Linked DNA regions of Sus scrofa: all the other regions are linked to region 2. The links are chromatin contacts, called in public Hi-C and promoter capture Hi-C maps. All regions are on one chromosome and are shown on one strand. The core of a region is the stretch at or near the end of the contact, and the rest is flanking DNA. Distances in the headings are between cores, read along the strand shown. Region 1 holds the start of NECAP1 (adaptin ear-binding coat-associated protein 1). Region 2 holds the start of SLC2A3 (solute carrier family 2, facilitated glucose transporter member 3). Region 3 has its middle 30 kb from the start of NANOG.

Region 1 (2,913 bases), core at 130-2,629, 80 kb after region 2:
TCCATGTTTCACTATTAATGAACAATGCTGTAATAATCATTATTGTACCTTTTTTTGCACACATGCAAATTTCCATAAAATAGTTAGTAGTGGATCTGCTAAACTCAAGGTTATGTACAATATTTTAATTCTGCTACATTTTCCTTTAGAAATGTACCAATTTACATTCCTGCCAACAGTGTAGGCGAGTATCCGATTCCTCATACCCTTACAAACGCTAGATATTATTCTCTTTATTTTAATGTATTTTTATTTATTATTTTTATTTTTGTCTTTTTGCCTTTTCTAGAGCCGCTCTCGTAGTACATGGAGGTTCCCAGGCTCGGGGTGTAATTGGAGCTGCAGCCACTGGCCTACGCCAGAGCCACAACAAAGCAGGATCCCAGCCGCGCCTGTGACCTACACCATACCTGACCTACACCATAGCTCATGGCAACGCAGGATCCTTAACCCACTGAGCAAGGACAGGGATCGAACCCACAACCTCATGGTTCCTAGTTGGAGTCGTTAACCATTGAGCCATGACAGGAAACTCCTTATTATTTTTTTAAAATTTTAAAATATTACTTTGCTACATAGGGTAGACAAATTAGGGATAGGTTTTTCATTCAGTCAACATAATGCAATGCAGACCACAGCTGTTGTAGTTAAGATAGACTTAAGTTCGCATCTCAGCTTTCCTTTTGCTATCTGTGCTAATTAAATCATTTAAGTGACAGTGTTGTGGCAAGTTTATATTTAGAATGTACAAGGCACATGTTTATAGAAACTGTTAGTAGGATTTATCATGATAATAGAACTGGGAGCAAACAGCGGCTATTAAATAGTTCATGATGTTTTCCGAAATGGTCAGGAATCGAGCTGATCCCATTTACAGTTTAACATGTGCAACATTTACAAAAAGATAACCATAATACACACTGAAAGTGTGGCCGACTATTTCAACAGGTACCTGTCTGGAAACTCCCAGATAAAAAAGTGCTATTATAAGGCAACGGATCCGGCTGTGCATTTTTGAACTTTGGATTTGGAAGATTAAAATCCACTGGAGGAGAGCCCTTTTCTGCTTAGAAACCACGGTTGAGAAGTGACTCTGGAAAGAAAAAAAATCGCCAGACTTTTAAGATGGTCGTCCTCTGACAGAACCGATGTCAACCACTGGGAGCAAGATGGCGCTTTCCCTCATCGCTTCTCGGGGATGGAGATTTCCCTAACGTGAATCACGCACAAGGAAGGCATCCTTGCCATTACCCAAGATGGTGCGTCGCGCAACCTCACTGTTTCCAGGTTTCAACATGGCTTCCCCAAACCGCCCACCGGAGGTTAATCTCAGAGACCTGTCGAAACGCGAGCGGAAGTAGCAAAAGCGGAAGTTGTTGCGTAAGGCCATTCCCCGCCTCTACGTACCGCCCCCGTGCTGACGCCCCGCCCCCAGCGGCGCGGAGCGCAGAGCCAAGATGGCGGCCGAGTTGGAGTATGAGTCGGTCCTGTGTGTGAAGCCCGACGTCAGCGTCTACCGGATTCCGCCCCGGGCCTCCAACCGCGGTTACAGGTACTAACCCGAGGCGCTGCAGCACAGGCGTACCCGGTCGGGATGGTAGTTTGCTCTTCAGGTGGCACGCTGCCTGTCCCTCCCACTTCCTCCTCTGGGTTATCACCTTGCTAGCCTCCTCACCTGGGATGTTACCGTCCTGTCTTCTTGCTCTTCCCCAACTCAGAACTTCCATCATCCTTGTTTCCGCTGCTTAAAAAAAATTACCATCCTGCATTCTCTCACCCCTCCTCCTCTTCGAACCCTCTGGACTACCCATCTGTTCCCGGTTATCCACATCCAGTGGGTATGGATAACCTACCTGCTCTATCTACAATCACCTTTCCTTCGCTTTTCCCTGCGTCCTTCAGCTTGTCACCCTCGTCTCCCCTTCTCTACCCCATTTCCAGTACCTCGTGCGCATTTGTGGGTACTCTTTGTGTTGTTGGCCGCTTTCTGGATGAGCTAATTTATCTTTTGTGCTGTTCAGTCTTATTACCAAATATCATCATCCACCGTATGGTTTTTCCCTTCAGCTCTTTTTGTCGGTAGACAACGGTTATGATCATAAGTTTTCCAATGTCGTCCAGTCTGTTTCTTTTTAAGTATATTTGCTATAGTGTTTTCTGTGTTCCTTCCCTCTTAATTTCTGTTAAAGCTTTTGCCTCCAGAGTTAACGCAGCATTTTCTCTGTAGGGCTAACTAACCAACCCTTATAATCCAATGACGGAGGGCTCAGGAGGCTGTAGGAAGTCACCAAGTCATGTAGTCCAAAGAGTTAACATGTCATTTATTGGGTTACATGTTAAAAAAATGTGAGTATGAGCCCTGGCAACTTAACAGCTCTGTGATTTGAGACAAATCTCTTAACCTCTCCAAACCTCGGTTTTCTCATCTGTAAAATAGAAAAAAAAAAAAAAAGTTGATAAATAAACCTGCTTTAGGTACATACCTTGCAGAAGTTTTTGGAGGGTTAAATGAAGTCGTATAGTAAATGTGAAAAAGAATTGAAAATGAATTTCCTAAAAAGAATTTAGGAAACAATAAGGCAGTATATAAGATACTGTTTTGATTTCTGACTCATATTGCCATCATGATGTTCCTCTTGGCATTTATTATTACCTTGGCCCAAAAGTTATCCTCTCCCTATGTCCGTTATTTTGCCTCCTTATCAGAGGTTCATTCATGGTGAGAAGCTTTGTGCTTGCTGATCAGCTTTGTGCTTGCTGATCTGTGCACTAGACCTGGTGGGTTGTATCGTTTGACAAAGAGGTAGTTCTGATTTCAAACTTTCAATGAGACCCCAAATTGACCTGAGTAGGAATCTACATGCTCTTTGATGGTAGTCCCAGGTACTAATATGGGTGAGTCAGCTGAGACCT
Region 2 (2,700 bases), core at 176-2,675:
CTCCTTATACCCTTTCCTTTTCACTTCTCTGCAACCTTCCCACGCCCATCTTCATCTCTCTCCTTTCCTCTGTCCCCTGGTTCTTGTCTTCCAGTCATCCTCACTTGGGTAAAAAACAAAAACAAAAACAAACCCCACAACTCTTCTAGCTCAAATTAATATGCTTTTCTTTAAAAGTGAGGTGCCGGAGTTCCCGTTGTGGTGCAGTAGAAATGAATCCAACTAGGAACCATGACGTTGCCGGTTCGATCCTTGGCCTTGCTCAGTAGGTCAAGGATCCAGAGTTTCTGTGAGCTGTGGTGTAGGTCACAGACACGGCTTGGATCCTGCATTGCTGTGGTTGTGGCACAGGCCGGCAGCTGTAGCGTAGGCTGGAAGCTCTAGCTCCGATTCGAACCCTAGCATGGGAGCCTCCATACACCACAGGTGCGGCCCTAAAAAGCAAAAGGCAAAAAAAAAAAAAAGAAAGAAAGAAAGAAAGAAAAAAAACTGAGGTGCTACTTGCACTGAATGAATGAGCCATAATTTTCTAAGAAAATGCTAATTTTCATCTTGCAAAAATCTACAAAGCTACTCATCTGTATAGCACTTAAACTCTTGGTAGATACCTTTCAAGACTAGCATAGTTTTCTCTAAATGGTTTTCCTATGGCTCCCTCACTTTCTTCAGGCCTCGGGTCAAAAGACTCTTGGAAGTGTCACCCCTTCTCCCTTCCCCAATTTAATATGCCAGTCCCCTCTCCATTTCTGTGTATTTTCTTCATAAGATTTATCACCGTTTGGCATTTTGTTATACATTCACGCTTTTTTTTTTTTTTTTTTTTTTTTTGTCGATTATCCCTTCCCTAGAATATAAACTTCAGGGCCATTGCCTGCCTGGTCACAGTGGGATCCCCAGCACGTGGAGCAGGGCTCCTCCATGGTAGGTGCTCAGGAAATAACAAAACATTCTCTCCAATACTCGGAGGCTACATGCTAGTTTCTCCAAAGCCCCACCAGCCCTTCTCCCTTAGGCCAGCCCAACAGTGAGTCACCACCCACCTCTACCCGAGCCCAGCTGGGAGGGTCGTCCTCACGGCGGCCGGGCACAGGAACAGCGCTGCTCGCTCAACACCTGGACCCGGCAAACTGCGACTGGGCCCAGCGGCTCCGCTCAACCGCCCATGTCCAGGGCCACCCGCGTCGCTCCGTTGGTCCCAGGAGGCTGTGCCCGGGGTGGGGGGTGGGGGGTGGCGGTGATGCTGCCGCTGCGCTTCCGCCCGTCCCCTGAGCGGCCGTTAGGACCCCAGCGCATCTAGGAGAAGCCCAGGATTCCGTTTTGAGGGATCCGTTGATGTGGGAATAAAACGTGACTCGTGTGTCCGGCTCCCGCGGTGTAAGCAGGGGTCGCCTTCACCAGTCCCTCCAACCACGGCCGCAGCCTTACTTCTCACCTTCAAGCCAAACTGACCAACCGGACCGCCGCCCACCGGCTCCCACCCCGCGCCCCCAGTGCCTCGGCGGAGAGGCGGGGAACCCTTTACTGGGAAATAGCTGTGGGCCCCACCATCCTTAACGCCGCGGTTAAGAGCGTGTTAACATTTCTGCTTTAAGAGATACCGTTTTCCCCCTCAAACCTCCTCACTCCGAAGGTGATGCCCCCAGATATATCCGCAAGGGGGGGCCAGAATCGGAGCTGAGAAGGCAGAGAGCCTTCTTTTGAACCCCAGTAGCTCTTTTTCCGAGGAAAAGCCCCATCTGTCTTTCCCTCCACCTCTTGAAAGGGACTCTTTAAAATTTAGAATTAGGAGTAAAAGTCACCCCCCCCCCATTTGCGCTTTCCGGGGAGGGGCGGGGCAAGAGAGGAAAGGGTGTTTTGGAGAGCGTGTACTCATAGCTTAGCTTTAGTAAGGGATGAGTCCAGAGTGACAAGGTTTTATTTATTTATTTATTTTTGTCTTTTTAGCGCCCCACCCGCAGCATATGGAAGTTCCCAGGCTAGGGGTCGAATTGGAGCTGCAGCTCCCCACCTACACCACAGCCACAGCAATGAGGGATGTGAGCCACCTGCACCGGAGCTCGGGGCAATTCTGGATCCTTAACCCACAGAGCGAGGCCAAGGATGGAACCTGCTGTCCTCATGGATACTATTCCGATTCCTTTCTGCTGAGCCAAGGGAACTCTGACAAGGGTTTTTTAAAAAGGTCTGTGCTACACTTCTCAAAAGAGAATATCCTAGTGAGCAATAAACTCATGAAAAGATATGCAACTGAACAACCAAATTTATGGTTACCAAAAATTAGGAGTTTGGGATCAACATCAACACACCACTCTATATAAAATTAATCATCAACAAGGACCTACTGTACAGCATAGGGAACTATGTTAGATATCTTGTAGTAAATGATGATGGAAGAGAATCTGAAAAAGAGGGGAGTTCCTTGGCAGCGGAGTGGTTAAAGATCCAACACTGTCACTGCTATGGTGCAGGTTTGACCCCTGGCCTAGGAACTTCAGCATGCTGCAAGTGCAGCCAAAAAATAATAATAATCTGAAAAAATTATGTATATTCGGAATCACCTTATTATACACCTGAAACCAACACAACGTTGTAAACCAATTCTACCTCAATAAAGTTTTTTTTTTTTTTTTGACTTTTTGTCTTTTTGTCTTTTTTAGGGCCGCACCCATGGCATATGGAGGTTCCCAGGAGAGGGGTTGA
Region 3 (2,700 bases), core at 157-2,656, 80 kb before region 2:
GCAATGCCAGATCAGAGCCGCGTCTTTGACCTACACCACAGCTCACAGCAACTTGGGATCCTTAATCCACTGAGCGAGGCCAGGGATCGAACCTGCAACCTCATGGTTCCTAGTCAGATTCGTTAACCACTGAGCCATGACAGAAACTCCACGGGCTTTCTATATGTAGTATCATGTCATCTGCATACAGTGACAGTTTTACCTCTTCTCTTCCAATTTAGACACTTTTATTTCTTTTGTTTGTCTGATTGCTGTGGCTAGGACTTCCAGTGCTATGTTGAATAAAAGTGGTGAGAGTGGGTATCCTTGTCTTGTTCCAGATTTTAGTGGGAAGGCTTTCAGCTTTTCTCCATTGAGTATTATATTTGCTGTGGGTCAAATTCATCTTTCAAGACCTGTTTTGTGGTAATGCCTGGAATTCCCTTTGAATCATCTATTTGGCTTGTTAAGCACAGTGAAGTTTTTCTCAGTAGATGGTGCTAGAAGGATATTGTAGAGGGAAGTGGGCTTCTGCTGGTGTCCGTGGCTATATCACAGGTCAGTAGTGGAGATGAGACAACATTGGGGGGGGTGTCCCCTCCCCGTCAGGCATGCACCCAGAACCCAGGCTCCCTCACCCACCTCACAGCCTGGCCAGGGTTGGCACTCACTCCACTAGGTCCCATGCCTCTCACCTGTTGCCAGCTTGATCCTTTCTGAATACTCACATATCTGGCCACCAGCCGTGGCGTACCTAAGAGTTGTTTCTTGCTTGCCTGGGGAGTGTAATCAAGCAGGACCCTGTGAGGTTTTCCCAGAGTGGACCCCCAACTCATGTCCTTCAACTGCCTTTTTGTCCATAGAAAAACTAGTCAAAGAATCAATTTAATCAGAAAAGTGAGAAAATAAAGGGAAAACGGTCAAGCAAGACAGAGGAGTAATAGTTTAGCCACTCAACAAGGTCAAGGACCTTTGATTCCTCAAGGACTATAGATTGTATTTGAGCCATGTCCTTGGAGCCGTGTTTGTTTGTCTGTTTGTCTGTTTGCCTTTCCTAGGGCCGCTCCCGCGGCATATGGAGGTTCCCAGGCTAGGGGTTGAATCGGAGCTGTAGCTGCCAGCCTACGCCAGAGCCACAGCAACACAGGATCCAAGCCGCGTCTGCGACCTACACCACAGCTCATGGCAATGCCCAATCCTTAACCCACTGAGCAAGGCCAGGGATCGAACCCGCAACTTCATGGTTCCTAGTCGGATTCATTAACCACTGAGCCACGATGGGAACTCCAGAGCTGTTTTGTTTGTTCATTTGTTTTGCTGGTGCTGAAGCTCTCAGCAGGTGAAAGAAGTCAACTCTATGCTGACTGCAAGTCCATAAACCCCAGTGGGGTAGGAACCAGAAAGTTGATGACACTAACTCCAACTACCTCACCACCCACCAATCAGGAAGTTGTTCATAAGCTGACCACGCCCTGCTCTTCAAACACTATAAGACTCCTCACTACCCCCTCAGGGGGCCACAGTCCTTAAGGCACTAGCCTGCCACGATCCCTTTCACTGACAATTAAAGCTGTTTTTTCTGTTTCCTCGAACTCCACGTTTCTATTTGGCATCTGTGTACAGAGGCAGCTGTGCAGTCCAGCAAATTCTCCTGCTCTCCAGGAAATGGCAACCATGCCTTTTCCAGAAAAAGCTGAACCTCCTCTGGGGAGATAGTCTCCCAAATTTGTCCTTTCTTGCACACTCTCCCCTCAGCTCCCGGATACCATATTGAGTTCTCTTACATCTTTTATTTATTTATTTATTTATTTAGGCCCTTAGGACCAAACCCACAGCATTTGGAGGTTCCCAGGCTAGGGATCAAACTGGAGCTGTAGCTGCCGGCCTACACCACAGCCACAGCAATGCCAGATCTGAGCCGTGTCTGTAATCTACACCACAGCTCATGGCAACACCAGATCCTTAACCCACTGAGTGAGGCCAGGGATCGAACTGCCGTCCTCTTAGATGTTAGTCAGGCTCATTACCACGGAACTCTGCTTTTGATTTTTTGATCCCTCAAAACACTTCGTTTTTTTAGTGTTCTGACTCTGCTTTGTGCCTTCCACACTTTCACAATGACTTTCTGTTCCTCCATACAGCAAACTCGCTTGATCCTGCCACAGACATTTAGGTCCCACAGAACTACCAAAGGCCCTGCTGGTATGTTTTTTGTGTGGACAACTTCCGGTCTCTCAGCATGAACCCTTCAAAGGTGGCCTGGGCATGTGCCATAGGAGGATTTTGGTGCTTTCCCATCCTTTTTGGTATAAAGTTAAATAATTCTATCATCAGAGGTTCTGGACAACCTAGTTTTATTAGTGGTTGTGTTGTAGGACAGCCTACAAGGGTATGTCAACCGCTGGACCATTCTGAATGCCTCCAGATAGCACCAGCCTCCGGGGGAAAAGCCTGGATACTATTTTAAGCGTAACTATTTTAAAACTATTTTAAGTGGAATTGGAAAGCTTTGAGCAGGGGAGCAACATGATCTGATTTTAAAAGGTCACTCTGGTCATGTGAAGAATGAATTATAAGGAAGTAAAGATGGAAAAAAGGAGCGGAGACAACAACAGTTTTGGAGAATGTGGTGTACTCTCTGAGGATCCCTGGGGACAGACAGGGGTGTTTCACCCTTTCATCTCCTCTGATACAGAGCACCACAGTTTGAGGATTAAGTTG

The links. Promoter capture Hi-C pulls out the DNA fragments that hold promoters and counts their contacts. Hi-C and Micro-C count contacts between places; a contact is called where the count stands out from the background.
Region 1: a contact with region 2 is called in a promoter capture Hi-C map of fetal skeletal muscle, with 4 times the contacts expected there. The contact joins the promoter of NECAP1 here to the promoter of SLC2A3 in region 2. A contact is called at or near these places in 1 of 5 promoter capture datasets (fetal skeletal muscle), 6 of 47 Hi-C or Micro-C datasets (embryonic fibroblasts, liver, omental adipose tissue and 2 more) and 2 of 2 datasets of contacts at active chromatin or transcription factors (alveolar macrophages and skeletal muscle).
Region 3: a contact with region 2 is called in a Hi-C map of alveolar macrophages, with 2.2 times the contacts expected there. The contact joins the enhancer-like site here to the promoter of SLC2A3 in region 2. A contact is called at or near these places in 4 of 5 promoter capture datasets (fetal liver, fetal skeletal muscle and liver), 27 of 47 Hi-C or Micro-C datasets (adipose tissue, alveolar macrophages, blood and 13 more) and 2 of 2 datasets of contacts at active chromatin or transcription factors (alveolar macrophages and skeletal muscle).

Annotation. Positions count from the first base shown.
Region 1 is chr5:63,120,901-63,123,813 of Sscrofa11.1, forward strand. NECAP1 (adaptin ear-binding coat-associated protein 1) reads left to right here and starts at 1,380. Exons shown (of 8, transcript XM_021092395.1): 1 at 1,380-1,552. The coding sequence starts at 1,458. LOC110260746 (a long non-coding RNA gene) reads left to right here and starts at 1,559. Exons shown (of 2, transcript XR_002344116.1): 1 at 1,559-2,913.
Region 2 is chr5:63,040,530-63,043,229 of Sscrofa11.1, forward strand. It overlaps SLC2A3 (solute carrier family 2, facilitated glucose transporter member 3), which reads right to left and starts at 1,426. Exons shown (of 11, transcript XM_021092391.1): 1 at 1,041-1,426.
Region 3 is chr5:62,960,270-62,962,969 of Sscrofa11.1, forward strand. It overlaps the pseudogene LOC106507524. Among named protein-coding and RNA genes, the nearest start is that of NANOG, 30 kb to the left of the region's middle. Within about 2 kb of position 1,407, at least 9 of the 83 cell types and tissues checked have an H3K27ac peak or open chromatin away from gene starts, as enhancers often do. A contact at or near this core is called in alveolar macrophages and retroperitoneal adipose tissue, where this site is marked.